Regions from separate parts of the Mus musculus genome. Here all the other regions are linked to region 1. The links are chromatin contacts, called in public Hi-C and HiChIP or PLAC-seq maps. All regions are on one chromosome and are shown on one strand. Each heading gives the region's core, a stretch centred on a gene start, on an enhancer-like site or on the middle of the called end of the contact. The rest is flanking DNA. Distances are from core to core; before and after follow the strand shown.

The links. A called contact is a pair of places that touch in the nucleus more often than the background predicts. HiChIP or PLAC-seq counts read pairs in DNA pulled down with a chosen protein or histone mark.
Region 2: a Hi-C map of CD8 T cells shows a contact between it and region 1, with 5 times the contacts expected there. The contact joins two enhancer-like sites. A contact is called at or near these places in 3 of 484 Hi-C or Micro-C datasets (CD8 T cells, Th1 cells and pre-B cells) and 3 of 115 datasets of contacts at active chromatin or transcription factors (acute myeloid leukemia, large pre-B cells and pro-B cells).
Region 3: a contact with region 1 is called in an H3K27ac HiChIP or PLAC-seq map of the NIH/3T3 cell line, with 6 times the contacts expected there. The contact joins two enhancer-like sites. A contact is called at or near these places in 2 of 484 Hi-C or Micro-C datasets (embryonic fibroblasts and uterus) and 2 of 115 datasets of contacts at active chromatin or transcription factors (the NIH/3T3 cell line and embryonic forebrain).

What each region holds. Positions count from the first base shown.
Region 1 is chr7:73,616,727-73,620,364 of GRCm38.p6, reverse strand. No RefSeq gene overlaps it. Among named protein-coding and RNA genes, the nearest start is that of Gm30149, 9.8 kb to the right of the region's middle. Within about 2 kb of position 1,739, at least 332 of the 459 cell types and tissues checked have an H3K27ac peak or open chromatin away from gene starts, as enhancers often do. A contact at or near this core is called in the NIH/3T3 cell line, embryonic fibroblasts and uterus, where this site is marked.
Region 2 is chr7:72,276,561-72,280,198 of GRCm38.p6, reverse strand. The region is part of intron 1 of Mctp2 (multiple C2 domains, transmembrane 2); the gene reads left to right. Among named protein-coding and RNA genes, the nearest start is that of Mctp2, 28 kb to the left of the region's middle. Within about 2 kb of position 1,553, at least 23 of the 459 cell types and tissues checked have an H3K27ac peak or open chromatin away from gene starts, as enhancers often do.
Region 3 is chr7:72,539,848-72,543,485 of GRCm38.p6, reverse strand. No RefSeq gene overlaps it. Among named protein-coding and RNA genes, the nearest start is that of Gm39035, 230 kb to the right of the region's middle. Within about 2 kb of position 1,710, at least 78 of the 459 cell types and tissues checked have an H3K27ac peak or open chromatin away from gene starts, as enhancers often do. A contact at or near this core is called in the NIH/3T3 cell line, embryonic fibroblasts and uterus, where this site is marked.

The sequences.
Region 1 (3,638 bases), core at 490-2,989:
ACTTTTGAGGGTGAGGCATGGGAGCTACCTAGAGACTAAGGCCAGGCCTGAGTTCCAGGCCAGTCTGTATTACAGAGTAAGACCCTGTCTAAAACACAAAAACCAACAAAACAAAGGCTAGGTGAGGTAACACAGGCCCATGATCCCAGCATTTAGGAGGTAGAGACAAGCAGGGTCGGGCTCTTCGACTACTATAGAGTTGAAACTTGTGGCCAGCCTGACACAGGGTGGCAGAGAGCAAAGTGTTATCATTAAAAGCTTTGGGTTCATTTTCTTTTATTTTATCATACAATGTGCTATTACAACTAGCACAGTTAGGGGAGGTTTGTTCAGAAGTCTAAATGTTTAAATAAATCTTATTATTGTTGGAAATACAAGTCTATTGAACATTTTATGTTTAAAGTAGATTTTTGTTTTCTTTTTTCTTTTTTTTTTTTTTTTTTTTTTTTTTTGGTTTTTCAAGACAGGGTTTCTCTGTATAGCCCTGGCTGTCCTGGAACTCACTCTGTAGACCAGGCTGGCCTCAAACTCAGAAATCCGCCTGCCTCTGCCTCCCAAGTGCTGGGATTAAAGGCATGCGCCACCACCGCCCAGCTTTTCGAGACAGGGTTTCTCTGTGTAGCCTGGGCTGTCCTGGAACTCACTTTGTAGACCATGCTGGCCTGGAACTCAGAAATCCGCCTGCCTCTGCCTCCTGAGAGCTGGGATTAAAGGCGTGCGCCACCACGCCCGGCTAAAGTAGATTTTTATATTATAGTCAACAGAATGCAGGGAATCTGGAGCCATTTGGATTGGATTCTAGTTTTAACTCTAACACCGTTCTGAATATAACTCCTTATTTTCTTTGGAATAAATGCTGAAATAGTTCAAGTTGGAAAGTTACACTTACCCAAAAAAAAAAAACAAAAACAAAAACAAAAACAAAACAAACCTTTCCCGTCCGCCCTGGCAACCTACCTCCTTTATTGGAGGTGAACCATGTTGAAACTTGGTTGCCTTTGCTTCGTTTTTATGTATATACCGTACAAGCGAATGCGTGTACAATTTGGATTGTTTCAAAAACTCTAGCACGGTCCATGGAAATGGGAACCAGCTTCCTCTCTGACAAAGCAGTGAGCCAGGGAGAGTACAAGGCGAAAAGTACATGAATTGCCCATATTAAAGTCTGGCTCGGGCGTTAGCACCCCCACCCCAAGGCATCGTCATTATTAGAAGGGCTGCCAGGTACATAAAGGGTCTTCAGTAAGTCTCAAAATGCCCTTGGAGCGTGTTAAACGTCTGTCAGGTCTCCTTCACTCCAAAGCTTTCAGTTTAGGTGAGTGTGGGGAGACCTCCAAGGAGGTCCCTGAAGATGCTGACCAAGAGAACCTCACAGTAAAGCATCCGCTGCCCTAGATTCCGATGCAGGCTCCTCGTCCCGCGCCTTAGTGGTCTGTGACCCCGGGTGTGACCACTGTGATCCTGGGAGCCACCTAGGATGTCTAAGTAAGAGACCGCACGGGCCCCGCCCACAGCACACACCCGAGAAATGCTAGTCTGGAATGAAACGCTAACGAGAAATCCACATAGAAAGCAGAATACCCAGGACAGGCTGCGGTGGGCAGACGGGCGGCACGAGTAAAGTTTTTACACCAAGCGCCCGTCTCTGCCGCAGCGACCTTCTGATCACTCCGGAAGAGAGGCGTTCCCACGCCTGACGCGGGTCATCCTCCCCCTCGCAACCCGCGCACCCTCGGGATGGCGGCGGATGACGACGGCGGCGGCAGAGTGTGGACGTGCCTCGCGCCGCGCAGCAAATGGCGGAGGAGGCAAGGCGTGGCCCGCTGCGCCGCGTCCGGCCACCAGGGGGCAGCCGCGCGTCTGAGTCCCGCAACCGGCTGGAACCGGTCTGGCCGGAAGTTGGGCTGGGGCCTTCTCTTCCGCAGCCGCGCGCCACGTGGCCGGGATGGGGTGGGGTGGGGTGGGGATGGGGCGAGGAGGAGGAGGAGGAGGAATGCACGAAAACAACAAGATGGCGCCGCGGGGGATGGGCGCCTTGCCTGCGCCCTCGGAACCCGGAGCGTCCCGAAGGGCGGAGTGGAAGGGCCGGTCGGGGCCCAGCCTGCGGGGCGTAGCCGGCTTCCGCCAGCTTGGGAGGCCGCTTGGACAGGCCCAGGGTGCGGTCGCCAGCGCGCCCATCACGAGACCCCTGGCCGGGATCCAGGACTCCCTTTGGGCCTTCGCGGCGCCTTTCCTTAATTTGCTTTGTCCGCTTTGCATTTGTCCTCTGAGCGTTGTCGACCTCCTAGGGGAGCGATTAGATCAGGGCGAGGCCAACAGCGAGCAAGAGCAGGAAAAATGCTGACCGTGGACCCCGCCGGGGTCAGCAATGGTAGAGATGGAACCTGCTGGGAGGTGGACCACACCCCACCCCTATCCACCCCGGGGCGCTTCGGGACCTCCTCACTGTAGGGGCGGCCAGTGTGGCAGAATCCAAGCTTGTCTGTTTGGCTTTTGTGAAAAAAAGCAAAAAAAAAAAAAAAAAAAAGAAAAGAAAGAAAGGGAAATCTGGTTTTGTATGTATTAAAACGTAGGAAATTAGGCATAATTGTCTAGTATCCTGGAATTGCTGCGAAAGCCTGAAGCCTCCCCTTCCTGCCCAAATCCGTGTAACTCTACTTGCCCCACCCCGTAGACATTCCTGACCGGTGGAATTTATTTTAGATGGGCCTGAGGATCGCAGATGTGAGGTTTTGTTGGGTTTTATATCTTTTTAAATAAGTTAACACACGTTACTCTGAATGTGATGGTATATTTAGAATAAGACATTTGTCGCCTTGGGATTTGAAAGCCTTTTAGAATAGGTTTCAAATTCTTTCCCATATTTGCGATTTATGAGGCCTTTGGCCTATCTCAAAATAATAAGACCCCTCCCCTCTAAATAGCACCTGGCTCCCAAGGACCTTAGAAGTTTAATTAATAAATATTTTGGATAAAATGCGGAACTATTACGGTGTTAGTTGGGAGGGAGGGAGGAGAGTAGCTTAAGACAAATCTCCAAGCTCGTGATCAAAACAGCATCGATATTAAGTGGTAAACTACAAGTGAGACAGTGACATCAATGACTGGGGGGTGGGCGGAGCCCAAGCTTAAATGTGCATTTTTGACGAAGGGATTTGGGGACCTACTTCACCCCACTCCTTAGGTTTTGTGTTCTTGTGAATTGTATTGGCAGGCATTCCCGAAAGCACTTGAGCCCTCTGAGGAACCAAAACACTGCGTAACGACTCCCAGTCACCATTAGTGCCAGGGGCCGCAGAGTTAAGGAATGGAATTCCGAAACACAAAGGGCTCTAATCTTTCCTCTCCTAGGCCTAAGGAAAGAATACAGCTTTGTCTGTAGCAGTTCCTCGACCAGCAGCATAATGGCCGACTTCCTATATTTTTCCGGGTTTCCTTGCTTTCTCCTTCATAGGAATGGTTCAGACTCAGTCGCCTGCAACTCTTTTTACAGTTGTCACACATGAACGTTCCTAGGGTTTTAAAATGTTGTCTCCAGAATTTCATTAGCGCAGACTTCCTGATATAAAACGTATCTCTGACTTTTTAATGAAGTATTATAACAAACTTAAAAGGAATTTAAGAAAATGTGAAGATGC
Region 2 (3,638 bases), core at 304-2,803, 1.3 Mb after region 1:
AACCTTAAGTTATACACCTCAGGTGTTTCGTTACAGGAAGAATAACTAATGTAGCTTGCTTAGGTCACTATAGCCACAAAACACGAATCACTTGCACCCTGATTATGATGGGCACACGTAGTAGATAGTTCTAGTCTAAGCTCCCCCATGCCGTTCTCTCTGTAGTGAAATGGTTGTCTCTAAATTCTGATAGCTATTAGTGAAGACTGTGCTGACCTCTGGCTTCCCAGTTCTCCTTTTTCCTAGAACCTCATCCTTCAAGTGTGATTGCTTACCACAGCGTCGCATGCTTTATCTCAGGAGCATGTTAATGACCCTGTTTCAGTGTTCTCCTTCTGAAGTGCCACCATCCTTTACCCGAACCATTGGAATATTCTTGGCTATTTTAATTACTAAAATGTCTGTAGCTCTCTTGAGATAATGAAATGCAAGTTCCTTGGTAAAGGTTTTTCCAGGGCTTGCTTTTTTTTTTTTTTTTTTTTTTTTTTTTCCCCAGCATGGTGGCTCAGCAGTAGAGGACTCTACAATCTCTGTCCTTTTTTCCTTCAGGCTTCCTTCAGGCCACCTACTGTCCCTCGGCCCAGCATTCCAGCTATTTAGGTGTGATCATAAGGTGCAGCTGGCATTGATGCTGCTGTGACCTCCAGACTGAGAAGTTGGAGCCAGCTTTCTCTCTTCTTTTATCTCCAGCCACACATAGTGGTTAAGAATACAGATATCAGCCATGCACAAACAAATTAGAGTCTCAAGTGCTACCAGCTAGTCTTTCCAATGCTGTACCAAGTCTTCTCTACTTTTGCATTGCTCACTAGTAGAGGACTAAGTGAATCTTATTCTACCTACTAAATGGGACCTATTTTCTATCTCTCTCTCTCTCTCTCTCTCTCTCTCTGTCTGTCTGTCTATCTATCTATCTATCTATCTATCTATCTAATCATAAATATGAATTCCAGACTACATTTCACTCCTCAAATGTCCTGCTGAATGTATCTTCAACATCTTGTCTCTTTGTAGAATTTGCTAAGTCTAGGCAGTGTTGCTAATATATACATGGCTGGCAACTGCATATTTTAATGACAACTGTGCCACCCCAAAATAGCTGTGGCAAGAACAAGCTATGTTTGTCTGTTTGTTTATTCATTTATTCTTTTAATAAGTTTTCTCATTTACTCAAAATGTTTGGATGACTATTATATAAATTGTTTTTCTGTTGTATGTTACCACATAGCATCTCATTACTATGTCAAAATATACTCCCAGCACTCAGGAGGCAGAGGCAGGCGCATTTCTGAGTTCGAGGTCAGCCTGGTCTACAAAATGAGTTTCAGGACAGCCAGGGCTACACAGAGAAACCCTGTCTCGAAAAACCAAAAAAAAAAAAAAAAAAAAAAAAGAAGAAGAAAAGAAAGAAAATGAAAAAGAAAGGTTTATTTTGGTCCCAATCTCAGAGGTTGCAGTTGATTGTTAGTGCAGTTGCTTTGGGGCTGATGGTTGGACAGTGTGTCACAGAGGCCTGTCCCAGGTGGCAGGAGAGGTCTGTTTACCACACAGGGAAACAAAAAGAGGAAGGGCTTGGGTCTCAGTATCCTAGTCAGCGCCATTCATTTAACACATCTTTGCCTCTCCTAAGTCTTCACCTCTTTCCTACAGGACACCTACAACACAGAGGCCTTCCCAGGGGTAGTCAGGATCTAGAATGCAGTAAGACGTGAGTGAGGGTATACCAGGCACACAGTACCCTCAGAACCCCAACACCACATGATTTCTTACCACAATCAGAGCTTGAAATTCAGGCTCATAAAGCTGAAGCTTCTGCATTATAAAGAGACGCTATCAACAGTGCCAACCCCGTGGGTTAGATCATGCTGGTAAGAGAAACAGGTTATCGAATAAATCCCCAGTTGACTGCTACTTATTCTACCTGTTGTAAATGGATTCATGAATTCATGTGCTACTTTAACTTGAACAAAAGATCTTTCCTAAACATATCTGGTGTCTGTGAAGTTCCATTATTTTAAGGTTTAGATAGGCAGTGTGTCCCCAAAAGACTCATGGGTTGGAACTTGGTCCCCATCTGGCAGATCTGATGTGATCGGATCACGAGGGCTTGGATTCCTTCAGAAGCTCAGTCCCTTCATATGTGTATAACATGACAGCATTATTTGCCAGTAGTAGAAAATAAGAAAAATAAGAGTTTTTTTTTTTTTTTTTGGTTTTTTTTTTTTTTTTTAATAAAAAGTAGGCCGTTAGAAGGCTCCTTGGGGAAAAAAAAAATCTACCTTCTTCCTGGACTCCACTCTTTTTGCTTCATGGCCTCCATGAGGTTAATGATCTCAGCCACCACATTCTCCTGACACCCACATGCCAAGGCCTGAAGTAAAAGGATCTAGCCAAATGTGGACTACAAACATCCAAAATCATGAGCCAAAGTAAATCTTCCTCTAAGCCCCTTCTCACTGGTGTTTGTCAAGGCAGGAGTAAGTCTAAGAGATACACTGAATAGGTTAGGATGCCATCTTTACCCCAGGACTTTGGAAAAGCATTGCCATTTCACGCAAGTGTCAATCTAGTTGTATATACACTTAAGGACTTTGGGAACTAGGTCAATGTTTTTGTTTCCTTTCCCTCTGTAGTCTTCCCAGATTTAATTCCAGCCATGTAATCAATGTGTCTTCTTATTTGGGATAACTTAATTGACTCTGGGAGATTAAATAACTTAAAAGGCTCATATTTGAAGTCACACAAATGCTTTAGTATTATTAAGTACCAATATGTAAAACTTTATAATAGTCTTCTTGGGCAATTATCATGAAATATGCTCTTTTATGATGGTTGTTAATGTGCAGTGTTTGCCAACAGAACTTCATTTGAAAATAATTGTTTGAAGACTGCAGTTTTAATTTGTGTGTGTGTGTGTGTGTGTGTGTGTGTGTGTGTGTGTGCATGTGTTTTGCCAACCTGTCCTCTTACCAATCTATAGTGTATGCCATTTCTTTTGGGATAGACTGAGACATTACCAGACACACACTGTCCTGGCCTCATTTATCAACACCAATAGCTTGCTAGCTCACTCTTAATTTTAACCTCAAATGTGAAAGCAAATCTGATCATTAATAGAAGCTGTTGTAACGATGTCTGTAACTACACCTGCATTTGGAATACTACTCTCCAATGCATTTGAGCATGTCTGTGTTCTATTCATTTTAGTTTCAAAATGATATGTAGACTTGTGTATGTGATTTCTGATGGACAATAATATGGATTCTTATAATGAATTCATGGCTTCATCATATATGTTCACAAACCACTTAATTGATTAACAGGCCTGTGTGTGTGGGTTGGCTGAATCGTGACTATGAAAAGTGTCAGTCAAAGAAAGATTACACAAAGTTGTTTTTGGTTTCTATGTTCAGTCATTGTATTAAACATAGACAACAGAAGCAGGGAGTGAGTGAACGCTAACCACTTTAACTCTCTAGATTAAGGCCCTTAAAATTCTAGATTGTTTTGATTTCCATATGTATGAATCTTTTGCCTACATATATGTTAGTTTACATTGTGCATGTAGTACCAACCAAGATCAGAGGAGGCTATGAAATCGCTGGATCTAAAGTTTCTGAAGGTCATGAATCCACCAT
Region 3 (3,638 bases), core at 461-2,960, 1.1 Mb after region 1:
TAAGAAGTCTCCCAGGTTATTCTGAGCTGCCACTACTGACTGGTTTGGTGAGTGCTGATAAAGGTAGAGCTGAGATGATACTGACAATGTTGCTGGTGAGTCCTGTTCCTTGGAAGCCTGGCAAGACTTTAGAGGATTCCTGTCCACTTAGCTCATGGATAGTAGCATCTTCCTTTTGGATTCTCCCATGATCTTTCCTGTAGCTGCTCTGCATCCTGTGTACTATATCTTTGGTGGTCCTGCATGCCAGGAGCCTTTGCAGCTGATGGTGCCCCTGTGAGATTCTGAAACTCGGATCAGAGGCTTGCTTTTGCTTTGATTTTTCAAACACCATTAGTTCTTGAATTCTGACCTGAAACATGGTGCAACAGGGCCTTCCTAAGACACATAGGCAAGCTTCTGCCTGAGTAGGGAAAGGAAACTGACTTAGAAAGCCCATGCAAATTCCTCTGTTGCTTCCTAGGACACAGAGCAGCCCCTGATGTCTGGTCCAAGAAGAAACTGGGCTGAACTTTCTTCCTTCCATCTCCATCTATACTGCATTCCCTACATTCACTTTCAGAGAGAGAGAGAGAGAGAGAGAGAGAGAGAGAGAGAGAGAGAGAAAGGGAGAGAAACAGAGATAGACACAGGTAGAGAGAGATACAGAGAGAGAGACAGGGAGAAAGAAGGAGAGAGACAGAGACAAACAGAGACAGTGAGATAGACAGAGGGGGAGAAAGAGACAGAGAGAGGGAGAGAGACAGAGGGAGAGATAGACAGGAAGAAACAGAGACTAAGAGGGAAAGAGAGAAAGACTGAGACCAGAGAGATGAAGAGAGAGGGAGTGAGAGACAGAGAGACAGACAGAGGAAGAGAAAGAGATAGAGACAGAGAGGCAGAGAGAGAAAGATGGACAGAGAGAAAGAGACAGACACAGAGAGAGGGAGAGACAGAAGGAGAGAGAGAAAGAGACATAGAGACAAAGACATAGAGAGGGAGAGAGGGGGAGAGAGAGACAGAGAGGCAAACAAAGACAGAGAGACAGACAGAGGGAAGGAAAGAGACAGAGAGGGACAGAGACAAGCAGACAGACAGAAATAGACATAGGGACAGAGAGGGTGAGAGACAGAGACAGACAACAAGAGGGAGAGGGACAGGGAGAGAGAGAGAGGGAGGGGGAAGGGGAGGGGGAGGGAGAGGGAGGAGGTTCAGAGCTGACTGAGCGTACACTGAGTATCGCTCTCAGAGGAAAGAGGCTAGAACATTGGAACTACTCTTTTTCTGGAGGCGTGTGAAGTAATAGTACCAGTGAATAATCTCTGATTTTCACATTTTAAAGAGTAAACATACTGTGTTTAATCATTTTTAGAATCCAGCCAAAACAATATTCAGAAGACTTGATTTCAGCAGACCCACTAGGAAGCAGATACCGCAGCTCCACCCACAGGTTTCTATTTTTCTCTACTGAAGACGGAGCTCCCCGTTTGCTTTCGGATGGCAGTGAACAGTTTTGTGTGTCCGGCCACATCTTGCTAACCGCAGCCTTCTTTCCTAAGCTCATTATTTGCTAATGATTTTCTTGGCCACAAAACTCATAAAAATCCCCTGAGCTACCTTTTTTTTTTCTTTTTCTTTTTTCCTTTTTGAAATACTCGTGGGATGGTTGCTCCATTTGTTCAGCATCTGTGCTGGACAACATCTGGGGTGTGAGGAAATTCCACGGCTTGCAGTATGACGCGGAAAAAACAAAATTACTTTTTCATGCACTTCAGAGGAGACTGGAGAGCATCCTTCTGACCAAACAGGCCCTTTGTTCTCCTCCCACAAGTGGTTCTCATTAAAAATGTCATCTCCCTAATAAATTGCCTTACTGCCCTTGCAGCTGGGCCTATTGTTTTCGTGGCTTTGTGCTCACAAGGACTCTCCCAGGGAACAGAAAGCAAGAGAAAACATGGGATGCTTTCCCTACCCTGTCTGCTCAGGATGTCTTCTTTTACCCTTTGTAGGTGGATGGCAACTTGTCTATCACTGGGGCTTTAGAATTCCCCTAATATTCACTATTTGGCCAATTGTCCCCGATCATGTGCTGTCACAGCTTAAAGAGTGCATGGTGGCCATTCCTGTCTGTGGATGCAAAGTGAAAAGTGAGAGTTTGGGGACTATATCCTCGTGGTTTGTATTTTTGCATGGAAATATCCAGTGTCCCGCATTTATTCCCTGACACAAGAAAATATGACACTGTTTTAGGGAAGGTAAGAAATGAAGATACTATATATGAAAACAGGAATTGGGGGAGTGGGTTTGCCTGTATGTCTCTGTGTGTAGGCGGAGGGCTGTCTAAGGATTCTCTTTAGGAGCCACACAACGGTTAAACATCTCCCCAGAACATTCAACTCCAATTATAGCTGAGACCCAAGAATTGCAAAAAATTTAATAGTTTGGGGTTCATATATTTGATCAGAATTAATCTTAACAATCAAGGGGGCTTGTAGTGTGTGTGTGTGTGTGTGTGTGTGTGTGTGTGCTTATCAATTTATTTTCCCACCTTACTAACTACCTCCTATTTTCTCAACTCCCCACAAACCTCTATCCACTAGCTCAGCTGGGGCTTTGCTCATCCAAACTCTTTTTCCCAGTTACTCAGTGTACCTTCCACATGTGACAGGAAATTAAAATTAAAGACCTCCTGACTTGGAGGGAGAGAGAGAGAGAGAGAGAGAGAGGGAGGGAGAGAGAGGGAGAATGAGTTGTTTTGCAGTGAGGTTTCTTTTATGATCTACAGGCTTCTTATGACTTATTTAGAACTTGGGGGGAGGGGGAGATACAATAGTCTAGTGGATAGGATTGGCACTTTGTCTCAAGCTGGATGGCTGGGCTAATTTAAGATGTAAGTTTCCACAATTTTCTTTATACCAAACATTAACATACACTGAAATTAATACCTCTCCCCCTCCAGGACCCTTTTGCAGAAAAGCAGAAGTCATTGAGGCCAAGGCTGACAAACAACTTGGCTAGTCGATTGTGTCTTATGCCAGGGCATCTGTTTGAAGATATCCTTTTCAGTCATCCCTCCTGCCTGGTCGGCCATCTCAGAGGCTCTGTGCAAACTTCTAGAGGGAGGAGGGTACCTGGGTCACCCCATCAGCCATCTACCAAAAGCCCTACAAATTCACAGACAAATCTCTAGCCAGACCCATCAAAACCTGTCTCCAGGCTGAAGCTCTGAGAATATGTGTGTGTGGAACATTTTCTTTTTAAATGCTTACACATGTTGCAGTCATTGAAAGCCCAAGTCACAAGGACAACAGAGGTACAGCATCTTTTCCTCACTTACACAACCAAGGGAGGCATTACATCAGACTTGCTGATTAAGACAGACCATAATGCATGAATCAGAGTTACTGCATGGATCAGAGTTTCCAAGGGAGACAGGTGGGGAAAGGCTTTTGTATCAAATCATAGACAAAAAAAAAAAAAAAAAAAAAAAAAAAAAAAAAAAAAAGAAAGAAAGAAAGAAAAGAAAAGAAAAGCAGAGAAGCAGACACATTGCTATATTTGTTTCTTCACATGCTTTTGTTTAGTCATCAACAAACCCTTAGCCTCTCCTATTAAGCAGATAGCATTTTAGGCTCTGTAGATACAGTCAGTGATGTGAA